Regions from separate parts of the Arachis hypogaea genome. Here region 2 is linked to region 1. Evidence: chromatin contacts called from public Hi-C data. All regions are on one chromosome and are shown on one strand. Each heading gives the region's core, a stretch centred on a gene start, on an enhancer-like site or on the middle of the called end of the contact. The rest is flanking DNA. Distances are from core to core; before and after follow the strand shown. Region 1 holds the start of LOC112727823 (protein NRT1/ PTR FAMILY 5.6). Region 2 has its middle 12 kb from the start of LOC140177345.

Region 1 (7,728 bases), core at 2,904-5,403:
TCCACTTTAAAATTTTTTTGGTAGACGTAGAAAGCATAGAGGGGATGATTGAAAGCCATTGCTCAATAAAAAATCGAGTTCCTCCTAAGAAAACTAAGTTTACCCACTTCCATTAGGTTTGTCGTAATATATAAGTAGATCCAATTATTCTTCAGTAAAATATAATTCATTGCCCTTTCGTTAGACTCTTACATCCTTGTAACTAGAACTCGAATTAATAAATACAACTCGAGGTGGTATTTAATAGATGTGGTGCATTATTGTAAACGATTATGGCAAAGAACAATTACGTTGTAACATTAAACAAACAAAAAGAAACACTATATGTACTTTTTAGTAGCACGAAATTAATTATAAGAATTAATTATTGATATCAATATCATACACATATGCATAATAGAAAAATTAACAAAGCTATTAATGTTAATGTCACATTTATGGCTAATTATATTTGATTCAAAATTATATTAAAATGATTGACGATTAAAAAGATTGACCATTAATATAATTAGAATGATTGAAAATATTAATGATTAACAATTAGTCTAATTATGTATTAGATATTAATTTTTATATAATTATAAAAAAGATAATTTCTTAAAATAAGTTGAGAAGAGACAAATATACATATTGGCACTAAAATACGCTACGTTAATATGTATTTTTGGTGTCAGAATACTATTCGTTGTAGAATAATATAATGATGATAATGATATAAAATCCCATTAATTAATGCTAGTATAAATTGCTAAGTCCAATTGTCCAAATAAATAGTCGGATTCTAACTTACTCTTATTAAATCCAAACAAATTTTACTTCAAACAAAAACTTGTCTAACAAAAAATTGAGTAAAGAAAAAAGAGTGAAATTTAAAACCTAGATCCACTCGCCACCACATTCATCTCTTTGCTATTGTCACCATAAGCTCACTGTAACGTCAGAGATTAGAAGGAGAGTAAGTTCATTGCTGTTGTCATTCATGTTCTCATTATTGCCGCCATTAAATTTTTACGTAAATGTGTTGTCTCTTTTATTTATCCGTAATAACTTTTGAAATCAGAAAAAGAGTAAGTTCTTAGTCATCGTTGACGTCGCCATTAAACCTATCCATAAATGTGTTGGTTTTTTCCGTAATCATTTAATAAGGTCAATTTCTAGTTATTCATTTTTCTTATTCATTGTTATTTATTTAAATCAGTTTAGATATTCTTTTATTTATTTTTTATATATTTTATGCCTATATAACGTGGTTAAAATTTGTTACAAAGAAAGATCATAGCAGTGGTTAGAATTTATTTTTATTATAATTTTTTAAAAATTATTTTACTAAATATAATTATTGTTGTTTATGTTTATTGAAAGACTTTTTTAAATAAGGTTTATCAAATTTAAATAATTAAAACTTTAAAAAAATAGATATCTTTTAAAAGCCAACTTATTCAATAAATTATTTAAAAAAAAAAAAACACGAAACCAAACCTCATGTTCCTATCTTCATCTTGTTTTGACAAGTTTGTTCCCCCTAAATTATCATATCTTCGAATAATATTAATTTTGACTAAAAGAAAAATAAAAAAGCAATGTCCACTACTGCAGGGATGAAAAGTACATAGCAAATAACATATCAGCAACAAAATTCAGAGAGAAAGGTAGACAAATACCATTAGCCAATTGAGGCTAAACATATTTATGAGATCAGATTTCTATAAAGGGAAAGTGTTGATATCATTTACACTTTGACAATGGAAGATAACTTTTCAAATAATTGTATTTTTATACATAATTATCAAATTTATTAAAAATATAAATCATTAAAAGAAAAAGACAAAAATATTTTTTTACTTATGTTCTATTCTTCTAGTATATTTATTGAGTTTCTCTGTTTAATACCGAGTATGTACTTTCTGATATTGTTGTTCTTTATAACATATAAAAAAAATTATATTCTTTTAATTTTTTTATTTAATTATAGAAGATATAATAAGTCAGAATTAATTAATAATTTCTTAAATTAAAAATAAAAAACAGTTAATTTGAGGCTTTCAAAATGTGCTCATGATAATTGAGAACATCAGAAAGTTTGATAATATTTAGCTTTTTTACTTTTTGAAGATTTAATTTTGCCGGATTCGCAGAATTGTGGATAGTTTTAGAAATAATCTATTCAAATTTATTTTAAGTTTTGAGTGCTACTTTTGTGTAACAGTTGTTGAAAGTTGATGTATTTTTAGAATTAATCTCTTAATTCTTTTTTTTTAAGTCCTCATGCCGTATGATTAGCTAAGACATTTCCCTGACTCCCTCTTTAACACTATTAATATCTTTTTTTAATAAATAAATAAAAATACACATAAAAAAATTGACATGAATAAAAATACATACCAAAATTTATGAATATGTAATTCGAAGGACAAATAAAGATACTCTTAAATCTTACAAATTCACTAATAATACAATATTTTTGTCCATCAAAATAATTTCTTGAGTGTATTTTAATATTTATAAATTATAATATTTTGTGTGTACTTCTATCCAAACTCTTTTTATGTGTACTTTTGGTTTTTATGTGAAGTTCTTAAGGCATCATAATCTAAACTATGTATACGGTATAATATATACAAGGTTGTCCTATCGCAAAAACGAATCTATCTTAAAAATAATAATAACTTTATTAGTCTTCAAAAAGTATTACACAGAAAAAAAATTAAAAAAGAAGAAAAAGAGTCACTTTGCAAATCGAGTCATCTCATAACTTTATGTTCTTCAGTCGACAAGAAATTAAAGGGGGACAATAATTCACAAATAAAACGAGTAAAAGTGTATAGGATCCGTTATGCAACTCAACTTGTATATATATGTGTGAATAATTCTTAGACTTTCATGAAATCTAATATGAATATATTCACAATAAATAAATAAAATAATATGTATTTTAAGATACAAATCCATCAATAAATTGTTGTGAAAAAGAAAACTCAATATGCATGATGAAGCAAATTAAAGGCATAGTTTGTTTTGGATGGCTAACACGAAAACTCATTGGTGGCTTGTATAGAACTAACAGTGCTGTGGTCCCATTTATAAGAAAATGGGCACGAATGAATGCTATTCCATTTCAACAATGACGTTTCCCTAGCTAGTGCTTAGTTTTCAGCATCTTTGCATGACATTATTTCATCTATATCATCATTTGGCAAAAATAATTTCACCAAAATATTTAAATTATATATGTGTGGTACATCATTTGCCCCTAATAAAATTAAAAGAAAGTATAAGAGACCAACACTTCTTAAAAAAAAATTGAATAATCTTATATTATTAGATATAATTTTATACTATTAAAAACATTAAATTAATAATAATTAATTGATGGTTACAAATCACAAAATTTTGTCGATCCTCTAACACTCTTCTAAAATTGATTTGATATATCTAAAATTTTGAATTTTTTTAATAAATTTACTGAAAAATAGGTAATTTTGTATGAATTTATCTTTTACAAGTATTGTATTTTAGGATTGGAGGTTTTCTTCCAAAAATTTAAATTTTTTCAGTAGGGCATAATCTTTCATTGCTACTTTTAGTTAATACTTCACTCCACAAATTTACTAAAATTTGTATCAATATATAAAGTCAAAAATTATGATATTAATAATATTTATTAGGAGATAATTAAAAATTATTTCAAATAATCTAAAATGATCTTATTTAATATTTATTAATTATTATTATAATAATAAATATATAATTATAAATGTTATATATATAAGATAATTTTTGATAGGTTTAATTACTCTGCTGTTCCTTATAGTTTTGCAAAATTTTCAATTAAGTCCCTATACTTTTTTTTCTTTTAATTGAGTCCTTGCATCAAATTTTTTTTAATTGGGTCTTTACACTTTTTTTTTCCTTTTATTTAGGTCCATGTACCAATTCTTTTTTTTTTAGTTGGGTCTCTATAAAATTAAACCAATTATTATTAAGAGGGATTTAATTGAAAAAAAATTTGGTACAGGAATCCAATTAAAAAAAAAAAAGTATAAGGACCTAATTAAAAATTTCACGAAACTATAAGAACTAACATAGTTATTATTGTCTTTCTAGTATTAACGTTAGGAGATATAGGCAATCCCAACTACTTATTCTTTTTTTGGTTTGGTCCTTAGAAGAAAGGAAAAGAAAATCTCACAATTATTGCATGTGTTTGTATGTGAGAGGGACATTTTTCATTATTCCAATACCAACCCATGAGTGATAGTGAGTCAAAAGAAAAGCAAAAATCCTTTCATTCATTCCTCTGCTACTAGCTCCTCTATATAAGGAGGTTCCAAAATGGTAAAGGTTGTCAAATGCAACAACATAATTCCTCCATTAATAAGTCTTCTTCTTCTACTTGCCATCTTAGTTATTCAAGTCATATGGAGAAGAACGCAATTGATGCAAAAAGCGGAGAGGTTGATCATGAGATGAAATTGGTTCATGATTCTTCACTTGATTATAAGGGAAGGGTTCCTCTCCGAGATTCAACTGGTTCTTGGAAAGCTTCTTTCTTCATTATTGGTAAGATATATAAACTTGTCATGCAACTTAATTTCTTCAGCATATATATGTGTATCTTATATATAAAGTTAATATCATTTTTTTAAAATTTAATTTTAATATACTATTAGTGTAAAATAGTTTTATACATACATCTAATTACATGTATAATATCACATTAACAAAAATATTTTTTTTTACATTAATTATATAAATAATTACTTAAAAAAAACAGATGTAATTAAATGAAGATATAAAACGTTTTAACTATTAATGCATCAAATTAAATTCGTACCATTTTTATTCTTATTATTTGGAGGGTATTTGAATATTGATCCTTATTATATGCCTTTTTGGTTCTCAAACTTCCTAATCACTAATCAATTTTCTTAACACTCCCAATTTCGAAATAGTCATCATATGTTATTTAATTTGTTTTATTTGTGTGTAGGGTTTATCTAATAATCACCAATTTTTCATTCTCTTTATAAGAATTTAAAAGACTAAACATGAAAATTTCTTTATATATATTAATTGCATTAGAAGTTTTAAAAACTCTATAACAAGTAGCCTAATTGGTCTAAACTAGTGTAGTGTATTGTATTGGGCTTTGTTGCTATTGTTGTAGAAACTAGTATAAATAGGATAGGCTATATACTAGAGTAGAAGAGTATTATGTGAAATCTATTTAATTCTCTTTCTTGTGATATGATATTTTTCTCTTGATTTCTCTTTGATTCTGTAATATAATTCTCTTTCAAGTATTCAATTGTCGTGGTCCTAATTTCTATACTCATCACAATGGTGTTTTTATTCACTCTCTTACTTTAATTTTATGGCAATTTGATGAACTCAAATTTAATAAAAATTATTTATAAAAACGTTTAACTAGTATATATCTTAGCGAAACCCTATATAATCTTGTTGATTAATTTAGCTTTTTATTTTTTTTCCCATATATATAATTGCACTGATGGTATAAATTTAAAAAATATTATATCAAGAATTTTTTTATAGAAGTCTTTTTAAGAAAATTAACCGTTAAATTAAAGTTAATAGTAGTATAATAGGAGTTTAAAATCTACATGAATATGAATTATTAGACTATAAGATATGTTCAATTTATACAAAAAACTTAATACAAATTGTATTCATAATAGATAATTGTAGTTTAATATAGTTCGGTCGATAAATAGTTTAGTTTTCACAAAAGAATACAAACGACGATATCATTTTACTTAAAATGATATTCTCACTTGATTCTTACTTTATTTTAGTGTATGTTAATTTCTTACACATGAATGAATGGAATAAGTACTTAGGACTTAACTAGTGCTTCATATGTATGTATATAAACTAGCTTAAAAATTGGAATATATAATATATATTAAGCCAATTAATCTTCCAGATATTACTAATTAGTATGCTTTAAGTTAACTATTGAGCGGTGTTTTTATTTCATAAGCTTTTCATAAAACGTAATAATATATTCATATTCTTATGTGAATATTCCCACTACATATGTTCATGCTTCCACCAATACTTTTTGTCTTGTCTGAGATTCCTCTTTAATCCCCCCCTATATCTTAACAACTTCAACCTATATACTTTAACTTAAATCTCAAATCCCATCTGAACTAGGTTTAGAAGTTGGAATTCGAATACCTTTGCATTTGATTCATACAAATGAGAATAGAGCAATTTCAATAATAGAGACCTCTCTATATCCCATCAAGAAAGTCAACTTCTCTCCACAAAATTTAGATTGTGGACAATTTCAAGGGATTTCGTTGCTATCTTCAATTCATATAGTTAGCACTATGTATTTTAAGAAAAAAATACAAAAAAAAAAAAACACTAATTAATTTTAGAATTTAAAATTTATAATTTAATATGACTAATATTTTTATTATTAATCAGTATCTTTAGTCATTAATTTAATATTTTTGGTCTAACAATCTAATAATATATTTTAGTCAGTATTTTAAATATTATTAGTTAATTATTAGTCAAAAATAATAAATTCTGTTAATTTTTTAGTATTATTTATAATTAAAAAAATTAATTAATATTAACTAAAAACATTAATTACCTAACAATATTTATATTTTACATATGTTGTTTGTTATTTGTATTTTTTTTTTAAATAAGATAAATAAACTGATTTACAATTTTTATTATTACATGGTTTATAAAATTTAGATTATGAAAATTTTAATATTTTTATCTAACAATAAAGATATATAAATCAATTCAATGCCCAAAAAATAATGAGCCAGGAAATTAAATAATTTGTTATATATTATGATCAGATATATTCTAATAATGAATTGGATTGGTCAAGAGCAATATATACAACCACCGAAAGTGGTGGGTTCCCACTATGTAAAACTAAGACATATTCTAGTAAGCATTAAGGATGATAAATGATATCAGCCACACAACTTACGGGTATTGATAGTAGAGACTATTACTATGAATATAATAATTTTGCCATTACAATGATTGTTTGTCTTTTAAGATTCCCATTTTGTACTATTTATGCTATGATTCCTTTTTTTTTTTTTTTTTTTCATTTGAATATGCTTAAATTTCATTTGTACAGGAGATTTATAAATACCTTAAAAAATAAAATTGTATGTGTTGTCGCGTGTATGTAGCATAATATATATGTTGGTGTCACATGCAATTTCTTCAAATTGAAAGAAAGAAATTAAAGGACGTGATGGATTATATTTTTCTTTTTTCAGTTTTCTTTTTTGAGAAAGTTTTGATATTATGTTATAATTTTTTTTAAAAAAAATTAAGTTGATAAAAAAAAGATATTATTACTGTATAAGGATTTATTCGGACATTATTTTTGAAAAAGATTTTTTTTAATGATATTTTTTTAGAAAATTTTTTATAAAAGTAAAAGTGATTTTATGTTTGGATATCTCATGTAAAAAAAAAATTTATTTATCAATTATGTTTGGATAAAATAAGATAAAATTATTTATTTATTTATTATGTAAAAAATATAAATTATAATTTTTCAAAAAAAATGTTTTTTTAGTACTTTATTTTCATTATTAAAAATTTACTAAACATACTAAAAATAAAATTTTTATTAATTTTTTTATCAATTTAATAACGTTCAAATAAATACTAATTAACAAATGTATTTTCCTAATTAACCATAAATTAAAC
Region 2 (7,728 bases), core at 2,564-5,063, 63 kb before region 1:
AATTTAGATTGTGGACAAGTAGCGTAATTACAAAAAAGAAAATTCTACCCTCTTTGATTAATGTTATAGGAGAAATATTTCTATAGCTACAAAACTAAAGTATAAGGAAAAACTTAAAGCAAAACATTGTCTTGCGTTCCAAATAATTATATAAGTAAACATTTGTTTTAAGGAATTTTAATTTATTCTTAAAAAATTGTCTATGAAAATATTATTTTCTCATATTTATTTAAAATTTAAAATTTTAATTCTTAGGAATAATTTATTCCGAGAAACAATTTATTACCAAAACTTGAAATTTTTATTCCTGTCCAAAGAAATGGATATTTAATATTATCATGTTAAAGGAATAAATTAAAGATTAAAATATAAAATTACTATTATATCTCTCAATTCTTATATTTCTTATAAAAAAACTCTTTCTTTTATTGATATTGAGAGTTTATTATCAAAAATGTGTTTAGTAAAAATTAAATATATTTGTCATTTATTAATTTTGAAAATATTTAAAAAAATCCAATAATTTATTTTAAACTAGAATATATCTTTTAACTTTGAAACAAATACCTACTAAACCGTTTACATATGATGATAAGTATAAAAAAATTTTCTTGTAAGATTATAATTATAAAAGTTTAACTAACATGTGTCCTAAAGAAACGTAATAAAATTATTATTAACAAAATTAAATAAATACAAAAATACATTGAAAACTTAATTTTTTTATATTTTTAATAAAAAAATTATCAATTTGTTAATCATAATATACATTCTTAGAAGTTAGAATACAAGTTAATTAAATCCTAGTTATAATTACATCAACAGAGTGATAAAGAAGTGGTATTTTTAGAGGAGAATACTAGGAGGCTAACATTTTGTGATTAATAATATTATTTGATATTTTATCATTTTTAACTTTTTAGTTTAATTTATGTTATGTATATAATTATGGTTATATAAATTTTAAAATTTAATTTTGTTTGTTAGATTTTAATAATTAATATGGGACGGGTTAGGATATAGATTTTTACTACTTGCGAGTAGGAACGGTATGAGTTTTATATGAATAATTGTAGGGTAAGATGGAATCGGATAGGGTAAAAATTAACCTTGTTATCACCCTTATAAAAAAGACTGATTTTTTTTAATAAAAATTAAAATTATTTTGAAAATTAAGAATTTATTAACAGAAATATGTATAATAAAATAACATAACTTAATTTATTCTTGACAATATTGAAAAATAATATTTCACAACCATTTGTAACAGAGAGCAAACAATTTTTTTATATTACTCGAATATAATATTTTCAAGCATAATATTATTGAAAATATATGTTTTTGGGTAAATTATATCTACAAATTAAACCAACAATAGTATTACGCGTTTGTGTTGAATAGTTTTAAATTTCTCATCATTTCTATCCTCTTTTAGCTATAATGATTTATTACTGATGGCCAGTGTAAATCATTCTCACCAACAACGATTTACCAAGAACAAAAAAGACAGAAATTAAATAAATCGTTCTAAATAATAAATTTATTAAAAGGAATGGTCATATGAATCGTTCTAAACCAAAATGATTTACCAAGGAAAAAAGACTTTTTTTTTTTTAATAAAAAGAGTTCAACACACTGAAATGGAATATGTAGGAATAAAGAGCACAACAAAACACAAGACAATAAACAAAAAAAAAAGTATAATCCGTTGTTATTTCCGACATTGTCATCAACAACCAAACGGATCAACACTACACCAATCTTTGTAACTCAAAAACGACCTAGTCTTGATTTCTTCAACACCTGTCTCTGAATTCTAGAATACTCTACTATTCCATTCCAACTAACCAAATATTTCAGATAACCGTAAAGAAGCCTATCAACCACTTCTTTTGCTCAGACTTACAATCTGGTACTCCAATCCAGCAACTCTCAAAAGACTCTTTAACAGTCCCCGACATGGTTCAAGCTCTATCAGCACACGTCAATCAAGCGCACCACACCTGTCACATAAACTCACAACTAAAAAACAAATGATGCACAAATTCTATATCTTTTTACACAAAACACAGATATTATCATTATGATTAATAATCTCGAGACTACTCAATCTCTCTTTCGTGTTGACCCTGCCTACTAAAACGAACCATGCAAAAAGTTTAACTCTTTGAAGAAAACCAAGTCTCTCCATATGGTACTAGTGAAGCTGTAACTTGTGATGTCCTCCAAGAGAGTCTCTTTCTGCAACACTTGCACAAATAAGTTAGTGAAAAAAATACCTTTTTGTCAAATTTCCATACAACTATATCTTCTCTACCAACCAATAATTTTATAATCTGTAACCGGTCATGAAGTTGGTTGAGTAACTCTAACTCCTGTTGGAATAGTTCTCTCCTTCGTTCGAAATTCCATACCCACTTTAACCCATCTCAAAACTCACATTTCTCTATTACAAATTATCAAGGAAAAAAGACTTATAGAAATTTATTTTTTTTAGATAATATTATAGTAAAGGATGTTTTTGAATGAAGAGTGAAAATGGATTTTTTTATAAGAGAGAATGTCAAAAAAAAAAAAAATGTGCAAGACAAATATCGATTAATTTAGTGAAAGTTTTCATTCTTCACCCAATTTTTTTTAAAATACTCTTCTTGTAAGTTTTTTTTCCTAACAAATCGTTCTAGCTTAGATCGATTTATATGAGCATTTTTTTCTTTGATAAATTGTTTTTGCTTAAAACGATTTATATGTAGTCCTTTAATAACTTTTTTCCGAAATATCATAATTATTGGTAAGAACGATTTACACTAATTCCTGAAAACCCTAACAAGAGGATAGAATTTAGAAATACAGTAAAAAAATAATGTAGGGCATGCGCACAATAGTAATTATTAGTTTAATTTATATGCGTGATTTACCTAATTTCTTTTATAATATATTTTTAACATTAAGCTTGTATGAGAAACAATTCCATTATCTATCTGTATGTATCTAAAAAAAAATGAACAAAGTTTTAAAAGATTGATTTTTTTTTTTTTTTTGTAAGATACACAAAAAATATCATTCGAATATGAAAATTTTCTAGATTTTTTTCCCAGCCAAAAGACAATATAGCCTTAGTGCTTTTTTTTTTTAAAGCCAAAGTTTTAATGTATTATGCAATCGTGAGTGTTGTCATGTCATATTTATATTTGTCTAGAAATTAAAGACTTGAAATAATTTCACCCACCATTGTCAATTCGAATATGATTTACATTGCCGCATCCATTGAATGTTAATTATGCAATCTATCCTTTCACACACATACAAACAACAAGAACAAGATCCATAAATAAAAAGTAAGTAGCCTTTAGTCTTTCACTTGATTACAAAATAGAGCACGTGCTTAGTGTGCTTCGTTTTCATTTTTCCCATATAGTTGCATCAAGCTTCACTCTTTGAATATTTCATAACCTAATTAAGCATATATTCCGTGAGATGAAGTTGAATCGTAACGAAAATAATGCATTCTTTTACTTGGATAATTCATTTGATCATATTAAAATATAAAATTTCTTTTGTTGCATAATCGTCTATACTAGTAGGACCCCTTTTATAATTTAATTAATAGTAAAATATTTTATATTTGAACATGCATGGTCAAATTATTTTAAGATAATTGAGATGATTATTGTAACTCAATTTTGAAAATCCTTTTTTCTGATGAGATGGGGCCCAAAAATTTATAAGAATTTGGGCTTGTGAGAATCAATGATCAGATTGATGTAGATGGTTTTTTTTTTTTTTTTCATAATGTTTTTCCTTGTTTTGGTTTTTATTGATAGAAGCCTATCTCTGGAAGAATCGAATGCATGCAACGATTTAATGGACGGTGGTCCCATATATATATACATATATATGAACAACAAATATGCCATTTTTGTTTTTCATTTCCTCCTTTTTCAATCGATTTTCCATCGGTGTGCAGATTCACTTCACATTTCACAAAGATTTTTCTGCTGTGTAGTGTAGTGTCGTTTAAGTATGCTTCAACGCGTGATCAAACAGATATATGGTCACTGCTAACATGAATTGATGTATTTTGACAAAATAGTTGATTCATTGTTTTGAAAAAAATAAATTTGTAGATAGTTACTTTTTATGCAAATCATACAATTATAATTTATAATTATCAAATTATCAAATACAATTATAATTTATAATTCGAAAATGTTTCATAACCAAAAAATATTAGCAATAAACAGAACTTGTCGTGTTTAACATTCATTAAATGTTGTAATAATTAATAAATGCTAATTAAGATAAGTTTCGACTTTTTTTTTCCTTCCTAGCATTATGGTTTTTAATTTGGGAGCCACTCAGATAAAGATTTTAAAAACGTCTTTTTTTAAGGATATTTTTTAATAATTAAAATTTAATACATATAACCAGTTAAATTATGTTATTTTTTCTAAAATCAGAGAGGACAAATCAGTTTTATCAAAAAACTAATAAATTAATTTTGAACCAATCTAAATTAATATTTCTTATAAAAAATTATTACAATATCTCTATTAAAAAATAAAATAAAATACCCCTATTTTATATATATATATAAAAAATTTTAAGAACTCTAAATCTTAACCCTGACAGCAGACATCTTTATCTGAGTGGCTTTCTTTTAATTTACATGTGCTTTTTTTTCTTTTTTATCCTTGTAATCGTTCAGATAATAATTATAATTATAATATAATATTATAGAAAAAGATAATAATTTGTCACTATTTATGCATATTATAGCAATATGTTCCATCCTAATTAAGTTCAATTTCATATGAATTATTGTGTTAACTTTTTATTATAGATGCGACATTAATTTTGACAGAAATTAACTTTGGAAATTGTCAAGCTGATCTCACTGATTAGGTACATTGATGTTCTTTCTGGTCTTTAGTGTGAGAATGTCAAAAGAAGTTTTAGCCAAGGAGAGTAGGTGAGTTAGTGGTGCATATGATATAACTATTTAACTTGTAGCTTACTCTTCTTTCTTTTTTTCTTTCACTCTTTTTGCTTTCTGATATTTTAATGAATATAAACACGAAAAAATTAATATAAGTTTGGACCTGGATGGAAAAATTTTTGTCAGGGAGATGATATTTACACCTTTAAAATTAAAATAGTGTGCATAAAGCAGCATGTCATTGAGATAGTTTTTTGTTATAATGTGTAAATGTTAAGGAATAAGTATATTATTATTTTTGGATTATTGTAAATATTTTCTTGTGCTAAACAACTAAAGGTAGAAGTTTGATATAAATGTGATTAATTTTGATTAGTAATTTACTTCTTAGTATGTTTTTTGTGATATTGATACTGTCATTGGATGATTTACTTTTAAAATTAAATTTTTGTAAGAAATATTTTCTTAATATGACAAAATAATGCACGATTCTTTTTCTACTGGTTTATTACATATATGATGAGAATATGAAAGTACGTAGTTAGTGCATAAATTTTATTTTCTAAAATGACTTTCATTCATCATATATAACCTATAAAAAAATATTTTTTATTTCTAATAAAACTCAAATTTAAAACTTTTTAATTAATTAAAATATAAAATATTTACTAAATATTAATAAGCTTTGCTAAATAATAATATATATAATATGGTAAAATGAATCAAACTTGAAATTGATAATTTATTAGTGGAGATTAGCACTACTTCTTGTTACCTTTTAGATTTATTTTCATGGGAAAAGAAAAATAATCTTTCTAAAATTTGCCTTATTGCAATGCTTATTAACGATGTAGACTAACTTTTAAATAGACGGTCAAATGATATAATTAAATAAACCTTTTTTTTTTTTTGGAACAATTGATGAACCCGTCAAAATTTTTAGTAAAATTTTTATTTTTTAAAATAATTTATGAATATTGTCTTTTAAAAGATAATTTTTTAAATTATAATATATATTTGATAAAAACAAATTAAAAGCGACTTTCGATAAACACAAATGTGACAAAATTGTATTGGTAAAATTAATTAAAATAACCATAATAGATATAAATAGAAAAAAAATTTAATCATAAATAACATTTTATATCAATAATTTAATAATTAAAGATAAATTTTAATATTTATTAATATATAAAATTACATTAGACTTTTTAATTTTAATAAATATAAACTAATTTTAAATAAAAGGTATCTCATTAAATACTTTCAAAAACATCTTTAATTAATTTTTTAGAATTACAAATATAAATACATAATTTTTTATTTACTAAATACGAAGTGAGGTGTTTATGTCTCTTTAAAATTTTCCCAAATGAGGCGTTATAGTCTTATTAGTTTAGAAAATTTTTTTCGATCGGTCAAAACATAAACATTTCACTTTATCGTATTTAATAAATAAGAAAATTATGTATCTATACTTGTAAATTTTAAAATTTAAGATTTTTGAAAATACCTAAAGAAATATTTTTCAAAATTAGTATATGTTTATTAAAATTAAATAATTTAATATAATTTTATATATTAATAAATATCTAAATTTACTAATAGTTAAATTATTTATGTCAAATTTTATTTACAATCAAAATTTTCTCTCTATTTATATTTACTATGGTCATTTTGAATTTTAAAATCTATTTTACACAATTTTTTATGTTTGTGTTTGTTAAAAATTATTTTTAGTTTGGTTTAATAAACATAGGTACCATAATTTTTAGAAAACTATCTTTCAATAACCAATTTTAATAAGTTACTTTAAAATTAACAATTTTACTAAATCAAGTCTTAGATTCGGTTCGGTAAAATATTTAGTGATCCGTCCATTATAGTTCAACAACAAATCCCTATAAATAGGCATATTTAGCAAAATCAAGGTTAGCTGAAAATCTCACTACTTAATAACGAAGAGCACATTTAAGAAAGTAATCGCACCATATTACATTCAAATATAATTCATCTTATAAGGACGATGGTCCAAAAAAAAAAAAAAAAAAAAAAAACACTATTATTCATTCTAAATAATATTATACTCATCTCATATATATATATATTTTTTTATTTAAGCGTCGGAATGCCACAGGTGCTCATGGCTGCCGATTCTCTCGGAACCAATATATATTTCATTCATTTCAGGTGAGGATGAGTTCAACTCTAAACAGGACGAGCTATAAATTTTTAAAATATATAAGCACCTCATTTTATATTTGATTAGGATTCACACACATTCAAAATATTAAGAATACTTTTGAAAGACATATAAAAATGCTTTTCAAAATTAATTTATATATTTTTTAAAATAAAAAATTTAATATAATCTTATATATTAATAAATATTTGCATTCATTTTACTCTTTTTTTACATTTATATTTATTAAAATAATTTTAGATTTCAAAGTAAGTTTACCAAACATAATTCCCGATCTTCATTACCAAACATAATTCTTATAATATATACTTATAAAAAATATTTTTATTTTAATTTATCAAATATAATTACTAAAATATTTAAAAATATATATATTTAGAAAACTAATTTAGGTAAACTACTCTTGAAAAAGTAAACCCATTCCAAACCTTAATAATTGACCTTCACCTCTGCTAGTAAAAAAACATATCATAGGATTTCATTAATCAGCAAACTTGAATATATTTAAGGATGCGCTCGAATTAGAATAAAATTAGAATTGATTTTATTTTAAAATTAAATTTTTTGGAATAGATAAAAAATAGGT

What was found. Hi-C and Micro-C count contacts between places; a contact is called where the count stands out from the background.
Region 2: a contact with region 1 is called in a Hi-C map of leaf, with 1.7 times the contacts expected there. The contact joins the enhancer-like site here to the promoter of LOC112727823 in region 1. A contact is called at or near these places in 3 of 8 Hi-C or Micro-C datasets (leaf and an unstated tissue).

The regions. Positions count from the first base shown.
Region 1 is chr12:98,588,537-98,596,264 of arahy.Tifrunner.gnm2.J5K5, reverse strand. It overlaps LOC112727823 (protein NRT1/ PTR FAMILY 5.6), which reads left to right and starts at 4,153. Exons shown (of 4, transcript XM_025777736.3): 1 at 4,153-4,560. The coding sequence starts at 4,350.
Region 2 is chr12:98,650,951-98,658,678 of arahy.Tifrunner.gnm2.J5K5, reverse strand. No RefSeq gene overlaps it. Among protein-coding and RNA genes, the nearest start is that of LOC140177345, 12 kb to the left of the region's middle. Within about 2 kb of position 3,813, at least 1 of the 3 cell types and tissues checked has open chromatin away from gene starts, as enhancers often do.